2 separate regions of the Xenopus tropicalis genome follow, and region 1 is linked to region 2. Evidence: chromatin contacts called from public Hi-C data. All regions are on one chromosome and are shown on one strand. The core of a region is the stretch at or near the end of the contact, and the rest is flanking DNA. Distances in the headings are between cores, read along the strand shown. Region 1 holds the start of znf238.2 (zinc finger and BTB domain-containing protein 42). Region 2 holds the start of siva1 (SIVA1, apoptosis-inducing factor).

Region 1 (5,977 bases), core at 1,467-3,966, 130 kb before region 2:
TGAAAGCTACAGCAAAGCAAAGCTCTCAGGCAGCTGCAATAAACAGAAAAGAGCGGCAACCAAGGGCAACCTGGGCTCATGTGTAACGTTTACAGTTTACTTCTCTATAGCAGTTGTATTTTGTAACAAGCCTCCCCATCTCCCCATCCAAACTGCACCTGCCCGAAACTGGAATAACTTGATTTTAAATAAACAAAAGCTTCCAAGAAGCAGTTTCTAAGCTTTGTCCCTTTCGGTCAGTGTAACTGAGCTCAAGCCAGTAAGTAGTTATGGAAACACGGGCTGTTAAACACAAGGCTTGGCTGCTGTTTAAACTTTAGATTGCCTCTTATGTATTAATGTAATACATTGTATCTATAAAGGAAATAGTCATTAAAGTAAGAAGATAAACACTGCTCCAGCAAAGGATACTATTTTGCAAAGCACAAAATAAAAACATAATCCCCCCCCCCCGATTAATGATAAAAAAAAAAGTTTATAATAAAACCAAAGCGCAGAGCACCCGATTCTTACACACCTGTATATTAAAGTTTAAAACCTCCATTTAAAGTTTGTTTGTTTTTTGTTTACTAAAATAAACCTTTAAAAAATGAAGGTGAAAAAGTTCTTACAAGCAGCAGAGTGATCCTGTTTGTTTCATCACAATCTTACCTTCCCCCCCTGCAACAAAGGGATGGAACAGTTCATGGGATATGCCCCAGAGACCTTTCAAGTGAGGCAGCTTTCTTCTAAATCATTGCCTGAGAGCTTGTGGTATTACAAGGTCTCCAGCAGACAGTGAGAGAGCAGCAGCAGCAGCGGTGGTGGTGGCAGTAGCAGCAGAGTGTGTCAGTGTGAGAGTGTATGGGAGAGAGGAGGAGGAGGAGGCAGGGAGGAGTGCTCAGTTTGCTAATTACACTGCAAGCTGGAGAGTCAGCTGCTCTGACTTCACTGCGATGGAAATGCTACCTCCAGCTGTGCTCCTTTTAATGCCATATGTTACTCCAAATCTAGCTACCAGCCAACCACGCCGCTTGCTGCCTTTTAAAGTTCCAACAGCCCCATTTATAGTCATCTATTACATAGGTGCAAGTGCTGCTCGGGGTTGGAAAGGGCACTGTGCCCCAACTAAGTTTAGGAACTCCAGAGCAGGTACAGGTGCACACAGCAGCACCCTTAGGTGAGAGGCGCTAAATGTGTTGCCCTCCAGGAGGGCAGTGTGGAACAATATTCAGCTTTTCCACATATCTTAGGGACTGGATACCTGCAACTTTTTTTTTTCTACAATTTAGTTGTGTTAGCAAATAACAGCAGCTGCAGATAACCTCTGGTTTGCAACAGTCATCAGACAAAAGGTGTGTGTCAGCTATATAAATATATATACATAGCAGTCTGTCTGATTTAGGGAGGGCCAACCTGCTGTCCCCCAGCTGTTGTTGCACTAGAACTCCCTAAAGCCCCTGCAAAAATCTAAAAATTATAAGCATGGGCCAAACTGCAGCTCTTTTGATCAACTACAACAGGCACTTGTCCCATGACAACACATGCCATGTATAAAATATATCTAGGTTTTCAGCAGTTGTAGTTCAACAGCTGGGGGACGGGGGTCGGTCATCACTAGTCTAATCTATGTACTTAGCTCCACTGGCTTCTGTCTTGCAGACAATTTAAAGATCAATACATTCCCCAGGATTTTAGCAGGGTCAGGCAGGGTTGCCATTCCGGTTTCTTTTCTCTGTGAGTATATTAACCCTGTGACTTTTACTATGGAAAAAATCCTATCTCCTTGCCGGTAAGCTATATCGGTACGACCCGTTTGTCCCCGGGAGCCAGTAAGACGGGGGGAGTCGCGATCCAGTGCCGCCGGTGTGACCTTTGCTGCGAGTTCCCGGCCTGCAGGTTCCAGGCAGAGCAGGTTGCGCGGAGTTTAAGGAAGTGCAGCTGCGATGATTATAATTATATCTGCAACCGGCAGCACTTTCTCTTCGATTTCTATTGCTTCACTGCTAGTTCTGACCTACGAATTCCCAGTGTAGCTTAACTTAAGCCGGCGATCTCTTCACCCGGCTCCCAAACTCCTGTGTGCGGATAAAAACTCGCAGGGAGAGCAGGGTGAGGGATCCCATACACGACTCAGGGCGCCCCACTCTCAGTAATATAGAGGGTGGTCGTGGGCAGAAGAAACTTGTGCCAGCCCGAGCACAGAACCCACCTAAACGCCCACTAACCCTACTGGCAGGGCGGACAGAGAATGGCATACTCACAGGCTGCGCTGGGGGCCCCGGGAGCTGCTGGCTGCTTCAGTGCCCAGAGTTTGTGGGAATCCTGCGGCTTCATGGATCTCCCCAGATGTTGTTGCTGCTGCCGGTGTCACCGCGACTGCAGCGCTGCCTCCCCCAGTGTGTGGCTGTGTTAGTTGCAGCCTAGCAGCGCTCTGTTTGTTGGGAGCAGGTTGGTAAGAGGACGCTCTCGCGATAGTCCAGGACACAATAGTTGCAAATTGCTCCAGGGCTGTGTCTCCCCTTTCCCAGGGCTCAGGTTGTGTGAGTGTGTGTGAGAGAGAGATGCGTGTGTGCGCGTCTCGCTGGTGTCTGTGCGCAGCGCCTGGCACTGGCCACAGTCCCCTGCACCCCTCCTCCCCTCTCCAGGCAGCAATGGGAAGTGTTAGCACCGCTGCTGGGAACCAATGGGAGAGGCGACTGCTGCAGCTGTGCCCTTCTCACATAAACAGGCTGCTCCTGTTAGAATGCGCCGCTCAGCAAGCACTGGCCACTGCTCTTCCTAAAATGGGACTCCTGGCCAGATTTCTATTGACATTGTGCAGTCAAACAGATGTACAGCTGCACACACTATTTTTAGAGGGCAGCCTGGGGGCTAACTGATTGTCTTGGCCCAAATACTCTACTTATATTAGGCCTTAGAAATATATATAGATGGTTATATATACATAATATGCATGTAAAGACGAGTGCCCCCTCAGAACACATATAGTAAATGTAGAAATAGATATAGACACAATTTAAAAGGTTAGCAGAGATTTGTCTAAAAAGTCATAAAATACAATAATTAGGTAAGCTGCACTTTTTGCCTAGTGATTGCCTATTACTTGCTTCACATGCATGTCTGCTATTATTTTAACGGATTCACCAGTTCCATTTACTCCTAGCCCTTGTGCTAGCCAATCAGTGTAATATTGACATTGTTTCCTCTGATATTCTGAAAAAATGACATGATCAAACACGGTACAAGTGTTATATGTGTGCTATATGTGAGGGATTATAGCATTTTTTAGAGAGAAATCCCATTGAGGGCTGCTCGTAAAAGAGGGTAGACCTCAGCTGCTTCAGAAAATCTTAGGAACCAGCTGTCAGTCACCTTTTTCATGAAGTGACCCTGCTTAACAGCTGTGCTTCCCAAGGGACCCTGCAGCTGCCACAGGCTTTCTCACAACTTGGATATTGTTATGTGACCTCCCTTGGTGGCCTCGGTCATTAAAATTACACAGTCTAAGAGCACAACTGTCACCTAAGGACAGCCTGTTCTTCTCTGTACTCAATAACTGCTACAGTCTTTAATCTAAAGGGCACACACCAAATGGGATAATACCTGGGTGTCGAGTTGTGGTTCTGCAACAAACGGACCAAAGATTATACCAGCACTCAGGGTTTTGTGAAAAAAATCCAAACATTTTTTATTGGTAGATAAGCACACACAGATGAGCACTCCAACAAACACTTACAAGATGCCCTGGTACAAGTTAACAATGGTATACATTGCAGCAGAGCACTCATTGGGAATAGATCACAAAATTCTCAAATATTAGTTTTTTTGTTTTTTTTTGTTAATTAAAATGTATTATTTAGTTCTGATGATGCTGTGCTGCATCTATACATAGTAATGATATATAATGAATTCATTTAATTCACCTTGTTTGCAGTTAGATATATGGCATTTTATGAGGCGATTTGTATTAAAACGTGTTTATATGAGTTGCCAAGAGAGTGAATGAGGCTGCAATGCTGTGCCTAGCTTTTTCCACCCAAGGACCAGGCTCTGTAAATCCCTCACATGTGGCTTGTTCAAGATCATGTGACAGTCATAAAAGAAGGCTAACTTGTCTGTGGATAAAAGTAAATTAAATAAACAGCAGGGAAATCCAGGATAAGCTCCCTTTGTACTTTTTCCTGATTCCACAACAAGCCAAGGTAATTTCTTTCTTTCCAAGAACCGCTGTATTGTGTGGAAAGACATTCACATGCTCCCAGATTCTGTGTTTTTTTCCCTCTGCTTTGTGAGTCAACTGCTACCTATTGTAGACACTGCATTACCTTAAATATTAAAATATATATTTTAATATTTTCTCTTGAGGTTGTATTTGAATTTGAATAATGCACATAGCACCAACATGTTCCAAAAACCTGTTCAAAAGAAAAACTTTGGGCTAAGGCACACCGAGCTAATTAGTAGCAACTACAACCTAGAAAAATGTTTGGTGGCTTAACTACCAGAAAAACAATTTTTAGGGGGTCCATCAACTACTGTACAGCAGACCCCATGGTCCTGGCCCCATCCCCTTCCCCGGGCTGTATTGTAGTTATGCCATTGGACATGTTTAGGATCTATGGTAAATTTTCGGTTGCTATAAATAAAAGCAGTCCCTTTTTCCCCAAACACATATAACATGACCTATCTTCAGTACTATGTAAATCCCTGTTTAAAAGTTAAAAACTATTTTAGTCCATTAATTTGTCAATTGATGCATGGTATTTAAAAGTATAAAGCAATTTACAGCTAAATCTGTGAAACTTCACAGCATATATAACGATTATTGTGCTTTCTTAACCTTTTATACTGTATTTTATTCTATTAAGATGAGCAACCTCTGCCTCATGAATTATGTAATATAGCACGAAAAATACACATATTTATATTTTGTGCCTGTTTTCTATAAGCTTTGTGTCCCTGATTGGACTACTGTGTACACAGCTTACAGCCCAGATCACATCCTATGGTTAGGCTTCTGTGCCTTTGAAAGACTGGCCTCTGTCTGTATAATAGGGTATAATTACTGCACAGAAATTGGGCATCATTATGTAAAATATTTTGTATTGGTTAACTTATAACATTGAAATGTCTTCATCACTGGTGTTCTAGCCCAGAGACTTAAGGAAGAGATGAAACAATATGGTTTGCTTAGAATGAATAATGCTGCTCTTTAAGCCATCCCTAGGGATTTGCCCAAATCTTGGAGAGGTTCTCTAAGCTTTCACTGTTCTACACAGGTTCTTAGCTGTATTGTTAATCCCTACTTATTAGAACCACAGCTTGTTAACTTGAAGACCTGCCCTCTGATAAAGCCCATATACTGTACTGTCCCCTCTTCTAGGCTTTAGTACTAGGTTAATTCTAGGATTTAACTGATAATGGCTCCTCAGAGTCTGAGAACTCTACTCATTGCAGATTGCCTTCCCTAAACGAGCTGTCTCCCATGCTGGTTGCTTTTATCCAATAATAGCATGACTCTAAAACCAGAAAAGCAACCATCCTTTAGCTGGCCATACATACACCGATGATATATTATAATTTGGTGCATGTATGGCGACCCGGCGAGGCGACCAATATCGCAGAAGGCTGCGAAAATCGGTCGACTTGCCGATCGAGTGGGTTAAAAGATTTTGATCGGGCACCATTGAAGGCACCTGAGCAAAATCTACCTTCAGGGCTGAATCAGCAGAAGGAGGTAGAAATCCTATTGTTTCTACCTCCATATCTGACAATTCAACCCTGAACGTCTGTGGAGGGTGGGAACGATCTTTCATGCGACCAAAGATCGAAAATCGCCACGTGTGTGGCCACCTTAAAATGTTTTTCATGGCCTATGCATAGGTATTACTGAGCCCTAAAACTCTAACTAGTACACACTAGTTTTCAACCTTCATGGCACTAGAGGGCGAGTTGCATATAGTAGGTGCAAATCCCCATTGTTTTTGCACATGGC
Region 2 (6,332 bases), core at 3,258-5,757:
ATTGAGGCATCAGTGGGTTATATGTTTTTCAATATTTATTTCAAAGAAAAACAGTACTACCCCACGCTCATTGCACATTGGCAAACTGGCAGCAGACCCAGTCCCGGAGAGATGTAAGGGGAAATAAATATTGCTAGTGGGAGCCTAGGCCAGGGCACTGGAGGGTCTGGTTGCAGGTGGCCTAATTTGCACACAAAGGAGAGAGGGTACTAGTCCAGAGGGACCCATGACACCCAACTCGAGTATAAGCCGAGGGTGACTTTTTTCAGCACATTTTGGGTGCTGAAAAACTAGGCTTATACTCTAGTATATACAGTACTCTGTACAAGTACATTAGAGGGTATTATAGGCAGACAGGGGATGTTCTTTTTTCCCAAAAAAAGTGATCAATGCACCAGATACATGTAATATATAAATGTATAGGATATAAATATATACTTACACATCTGTGCAGAAGGAGCAGATTATTGCAGAGCAACAGCTGCACACCTTGCAGCACTGTTTACAAACATATCGTTCACACTGTGAGCATGTTTCTTTGTCAGCAACAGATCTGACACAGGAAGAGCAGGCTTTGGATACTCCTGTCGGTGTAGCTGTAAAAAAAAAAAAAAAAAATTAAAAAATATACAAGTTGCCCTTATATGTGGATGCTTTCATAGCACTAGAGGCACATACAATTGTGCATCATATGATTTAGTTTAAATGTACAGGGAAACATTACAGTTAAGGGAACCTTAGTGAAGCCATTTCACCAACAGCACTCAAACACAGATGTGCCTGTGTTCCACCTGCATTCCATGCACGCTTGTCAGTACAGCCCCGTAAGAAAGAATGGATTGCCTTTTGTCCTGCGCTCCCCTGTAGTGGAATGCAGAAGAACTCGGCAAAACAGCCATACGTATGAGCCCTTAGCAAGCTAGAGGGCACCCATGCAAACTTCACTTTACACATTTGATTATATCATTTTCGCCTGCAATACATATTTATTTTATGCTTTAATATGCTTTTTATGCTTTAAAATGAGTAGGGATGGGCAAAAACTTAGGGGCAGATTTACTAATCCACGAATCCCCAAAGGGAAAAAATTGTATTGGAAACAAAAATTGTGAATTTTTCGTTGCAGTCGCGATTTTTCGTATTTGTCGCGACTTTTTCATATTGAGCGATAGTAAACGGCGGAAAAACCAATCTGATTTTTTCGCGCTGGCGACGAAAAAGTCGCAAAAATACAGATCATTACGAAAAATCGCGTTCGGGCGCTTTCGGTCCGTTTGTGGATTAGTAAATCTGCCCCTTGTGTGTCGCTGTCTGACACGCCAATTTATGGTTAAAAAAACCCACACACACAAAAAAAAAATCTACACACGCGTAAGAGGAAGTGACGTGCGTGCCGATTTATTGCGTTGGGAATTTGTGCCCATCCCTAAAAATGAGATGAATAGTTGGGGGGGGGGGGGGGAATGGAAGTATTACTGAATAAATAGGGGTGATCCAGTTCTGTTTTATCCAGAGTACAAATTCACTGATCCCAAGTTGTTAAAAGGTGCCTATGCATCCTCTTCATTTAAGCAACAGTAGGGCATTGTTAATTAACATTTTAAAAAGCTACGCAATTCTGTGCATATAAAAATTAAAGTGATACTGACACGAAAAAACAACTTTTCAAAATATGAATCTACATAAAAAGTTGCCTATAGGTCATGTTGATTATTTTTTGCTGCTAGGTTTGCTTTTGTAAGGAATTGTTACTTGAAATCCCAAAACCTGACTGTTTTGCCAACCTGACTGTCCCTTCTCAGCCTGACAGTTACAGCTTCTAATGCTAACGGCCCCCTGCTGGACAAATATGGCAGCCCCCTCATAGAGGAACATGGGGGATCAGATAGGGAATGTAAAAGCTTGGACAAATACTTATGGCAAAATTATAAATAGCATGCAAAGGCAATGTTATGACAATGTTATAAAAAAGGTTTAATTTCTGGTGTCAGTATCACTTTAATGGCCTTGTGAAAAGGCAGTGCTTTTTGGGTTCATACAGTTATTACATATTTATAAAGCACTGACATGTCCTGCAGCACTGTCCAATAAATGGGTATATACACTGAACATCCAGATTTACATACAAAGCAGGCATTCAACAGGTAAAGAGAGCTCTGCTCAAAAAAGCTTAAAATCTAAAAATCTATATGGTCACCCTGGCCTAAGTTTCCGCAACGCCAATTTCTTAAAGGAGAAGGAAAGTTTAGATACCAAGCCGCTCGTTATGCTCCTCTACACCTCTCTCATTACCTCCTCACACACTCGCATTCAAGACTTTGCAAGGGCTGCCCCCCTTCTCTGGAATTCGCTCCAACAAACTGTCAGACTTTCTCTCAATCTCTCTGCCTTCAAAAGATCTCTAAAAACATTTATTTAGAGAAGCTTACCCTAATTTAGTTTAACATAACCTTAGCATGCTGCTAAAAGCAATAACCTGTGCGACACCTCACCTTGCTTAACTCTGATCTTCCCCATTCCGGCACCTTTTCTCAACCCTTTCTCCTTGTAGATTGTAAGCTCTTTTGGGCAGGACTCTCTTCACCTCATGTATCTGTTATTGGTTGCTTTATATGTTACTCTGTATGTCCAGTGTATGAAACCCACTTACTGTAGCGCTGCAGAATATGTTGCCGCTTTATAAAAAAAAATAAAAAGGTTAAAATCACCGGGTGGGGGGTGTTAAACACCCCCCAGTGAAGGTATTTAAGTACCCGATACCCTGGGCCCCAGCTTGTTAGTAAAGAACTGCCCCAGCCCAGGTCTCTTCTCAGTAGGCACCATGGAGTAATCCATTTCCTGCTCCATCTTTGTCTCAGGTGTGTTGTGTGAAAAGCCAAACTTGGTGCTTGCCGAGAACCACGCCGGGCCAGGCAGTTTTGAGCAACGCTATCAGATAAGTACAATCACTGGTGGGTGCCTAACTTTTGGCACCCCCCTCCTCTTACCCAAGTTTCATACACGAGTTAAAGACCTAAGCTATGTGACAGGGGAAGCATTCTACAAGCGTGCAGTACAAAACCCATTGCAGGTCTTACATTTGTGTGACTGAGTGTTCCTACACAGTTTGCCATCTTGTCCAATAACAGTCTGTCCAGATGGAAGTTCAGGGAGGGAAATTTGTCCATTTTCACTTTGGTGTTCTTGATTTCCCAAAACAGCTTTTGCGCCTTTGAACAACAATTGCTTTGTCTTCTCTGAGAAGATAAACAAAAAAAAAATGATTAAGATGCTGAATTACACAAGAATACCAATGAATCCACAAAATAAAACTTGTATCCATCATGTCCACATGTAGCATCTCTAAAGACGTACCGATAAAACTGTATAAAAAATAGTCTGTAGGAGTTTTGGACTGTGCATCTGCTCCGAATTATTGTCCCGATAACTTTTGTACCGTGGTGATCAGTCATTTGGCCGATCACCCAGGTTAGAAAATTTGGGGGACCTACAATGGAAGTCACTTTCATATGATTGGTGCCTGCCAACTATTTCATGTTCAGAACATCCTCCGATTTGTATATTAAGGGCTTTGTTTTGCCCACTCAGGATATAACGTATAAGTAATTCCATGTTGTGCAGACGATAAGCCAAATCAGTTATAAACCACATTATCCCCAATACACAGAAGGTGTTGTAATACTGGATGCCCACAGCCTGTAACACCACACTGAAGCATTACATGTATTATCAGAAGATGAAAGGAATTTGTGGGGGGTGGGGAGGGATATTGAAACAGGGTGCCATCTTATTCATGTAAAGAGTTATGTTATTGCCAACATGAAACAGGACATTCAGCCGCCCATGCCACTGGCCAGAAAATGATACAAGCTTCCTATTCCTGCCTGTATTTCTGAAAGGAAAGGCTGCCACCTGGCTGGTAAAAAAAAAAAAAAAAAAGTTGATTTAGGTAATGTTTATATTACAAACAAAAATATAAACTGGATTATTCCCTACTGCAAGGGGGTAAGGCCAAGGCGCAGCAGGTACGGGCAACCCATAGCTGTAGAAGGGAAGTGTAACAGCAAAAACATTATTTTCTATATATAAAGTTTGAACGTGTGCATGTAACCCTAAAGTCTGGGGTTTCCGCTTCTTTTAATACAAGCGGAAGCGCCCCACACGATGGGATCCGGGGAATTACAGCAGGTTCCCAAGCAGGACAGGAAGCAGCAGTAGGACAAGGAGCAGGGAGGGAGGAAGGAGACAAGCGGGAGTGACAGGACAATCCCCACTCCTGAGGCGGAGCTGCGCACAGTGGGAGGACACAGCCCGGCCATAGTAAGGCTGCTGGAAGTAGACACTTCACGTTAATTCGGTGACTTTTGCCACTCACCGAAAATGTCCCGCATGAGCGTGTCACCGGCTACACCCTGACATAACTCCTTCTCGCCGACATGAGTCTTTAGCTGTAAGGGAGAGACGCTGTCAAAGGGGTAGGAGCGCTTGGGCATGTTGGCGATGGAAGGAGACTTGCGGGGCTGCCCCAGGAAGCGCGCCAAAGCGAAACGACTTACTGCGCAGGCGGGGAAGGGGGCTGAGCCGCTTCTATTTCAAGGAGGTTTAGGAAATCAGCGTGCTGACTAGCCAATCACGTCGCACATACGAAGCTAAGCAAGTGCTCTGATTGGTTGGAGTGTAAGGCTTGTCCCTGGGAGGCGGAGGGCGGGCTGTGTACAAGTGCAGTGTTTATCAGTATATCTGGGCCTTTATGGCAGTGATTCCCAACTAGTGACTCGGGAGTAACTCGCCATTCCCTGGGATGTTGCTCCCGGTGGCCCCAAGGAACGTTCTTATTTTGAATTCTTGGCTTAGAGACAAGTTTTTGTTGCATAAAAACACGTGTAGTGCCGAAGGGAGCTTCCTGTTGGCTGCCAGTCCCCATAGGGCTCCCAGCTATCCAATCACAGCCCTTATGTGGCACTCCTGGAACGTTTTATGTGCTTGTGTTACTTGGGGGCCCATTCATGAAATCACAATTTTTTTTCAGAAGAAACCATATTTTTTCTAATTTCTTGAACTTTTCGTAATGACCACAATAATATTGTTAAAATAGCACGTAGTTGTATTTTGCGCAAAGACTACTACCATTTTGGGAATTCATTCAAGCTTCAATATTGTGACTTTCCTTGGGCCGGGTTGGAGCTGCAGGGTGCCATTGAGCCCTATGGGAGGCTTTCCTTGGGCCAGGTTGGAGCTGCAAGGTGCCATTGAGCCCTATGGGAGGCTTTCCTTGGGCCAGGTTGGAGCTGCAGAGTGCCATTGAGCCCTATGGGAGACTATCCTTGGGCCGGGTTGGAGCTGCAGAGTGCCATTGAGCCCTATGGGAGACTTTCCTTGGGCCGGGTTGGAGCTGCAGAGTGCCATTGAGTCCTATGGGAGACTTTCCTTGGGCCAGGTTGGAGCTGCAGAGTGCCATTGAGCTCTATGGGAGACTTTCCTTGGGCCAGGTTGGAGCTGCAGAGTGCCATTGAGTCCTATGGGAGACTTTCCTTGGGCCGGGTTGGAGCTGCAGAGTGCCATTGAGTCCTATGGGAGACTTTCCTTGGGCCGGGTTGGAGCTGCAGAGTGCCATTGAGCCCCTATGGGAGACTTTCCTTGGGCCGGGTTGGAGCTGCAGAGTGCCATTGAGCCCTATAGGAGACTTTCCTTGGGCCAGGTTGGAGCTGCAGAGTGCCATTGAGTCCTATGGGAGACTTTCCTTGGGCCGGGTTGGAGCTGCAGAGTGCCATTGAGTCCTATGGGAGACTTTCCTTGGGCCGGGTTGGAGCTGCAGAGTGCCATTGAGCCCTATGGGAGACTTTCCTTGGGCCGGGTTGGAGCTGCAGAGTGCCATTGAGCCCTATGGGAGACTTTCCTTGGGCCGGGTTGGAGCTGCAGAGTGCCATTGAGCCCTATGGGAGACTTTCCTTGGGCCAGGTTGGAGCTGCCGAGTGCCATTGAGCCCTATGGGAGACTTTCCTTGGGCCAGGTTGGAGCTGCAGAGTGCCATTGAGCCCTATGGGAGACTTTCCTTGGGCCAGGTTGGAGCTGCAGAGTGCCATTGATTCCTATGGGAGGCTTCCAAAATCATGCATTGAAGTGTAACACCTATTTCAGCTCAATAGCTGTTTTCCCGGACTAGTACCAGTAGAACATGGGTTACACTGTACTCTCTTACCCAGAATGGGCCTTCGCTAAGTGGAAGAGGAAGGTGAGGGTGTTGTGCAACTACACCTCTCTTGCTGCTATGCAGAAAAATGAAACCAGAGGGCGCCAGAGGTTCTTGCAAATAACAAAATGATAAGTGTTTA

What was found. Hi-C and Micro-C count contacts between places; a contact is called where the count stands out from the background.
Region 1: a Hi-C map of liver shows a contact between it and region 2, with 5 times the contacts expected there. The contact joins the promoter of znf238.2 here to the promoter of siva1 in region 2. A contact is called at or near these places in 4 of 5 Hi-C or Micro-C datasets (brain, gastrula embryo, liver and 1 more).

What each region holds. Positions count from the first base shown.
Region 1 is chr8:99,772,530-99,778,506 of UCB_Xtro_10.0, reverse strand. It overlaps znf238.2 (zinc finger and BTB domain-containing protein 42), which reads right to left and starts at 2,716. Exons shown (of 2, transcript XM_002940716.5): 1 at 2,244-2,716. The coding sequence starts at 2,316.
Region 2 is chr8:99,642,717-99,649,048 of UCB_Xtro_10.0, reverse strand. It overlaps siva1 (SIVA1, apoptosis-inducing factor), which reads right to left and starts at 4,507. Exons shown (of 4, transcript NM_001045673.1): 1 at 4,376-4,507; 2 at 3,078-3,236; 3 at 443-596. The coding sequence starts at 4,493.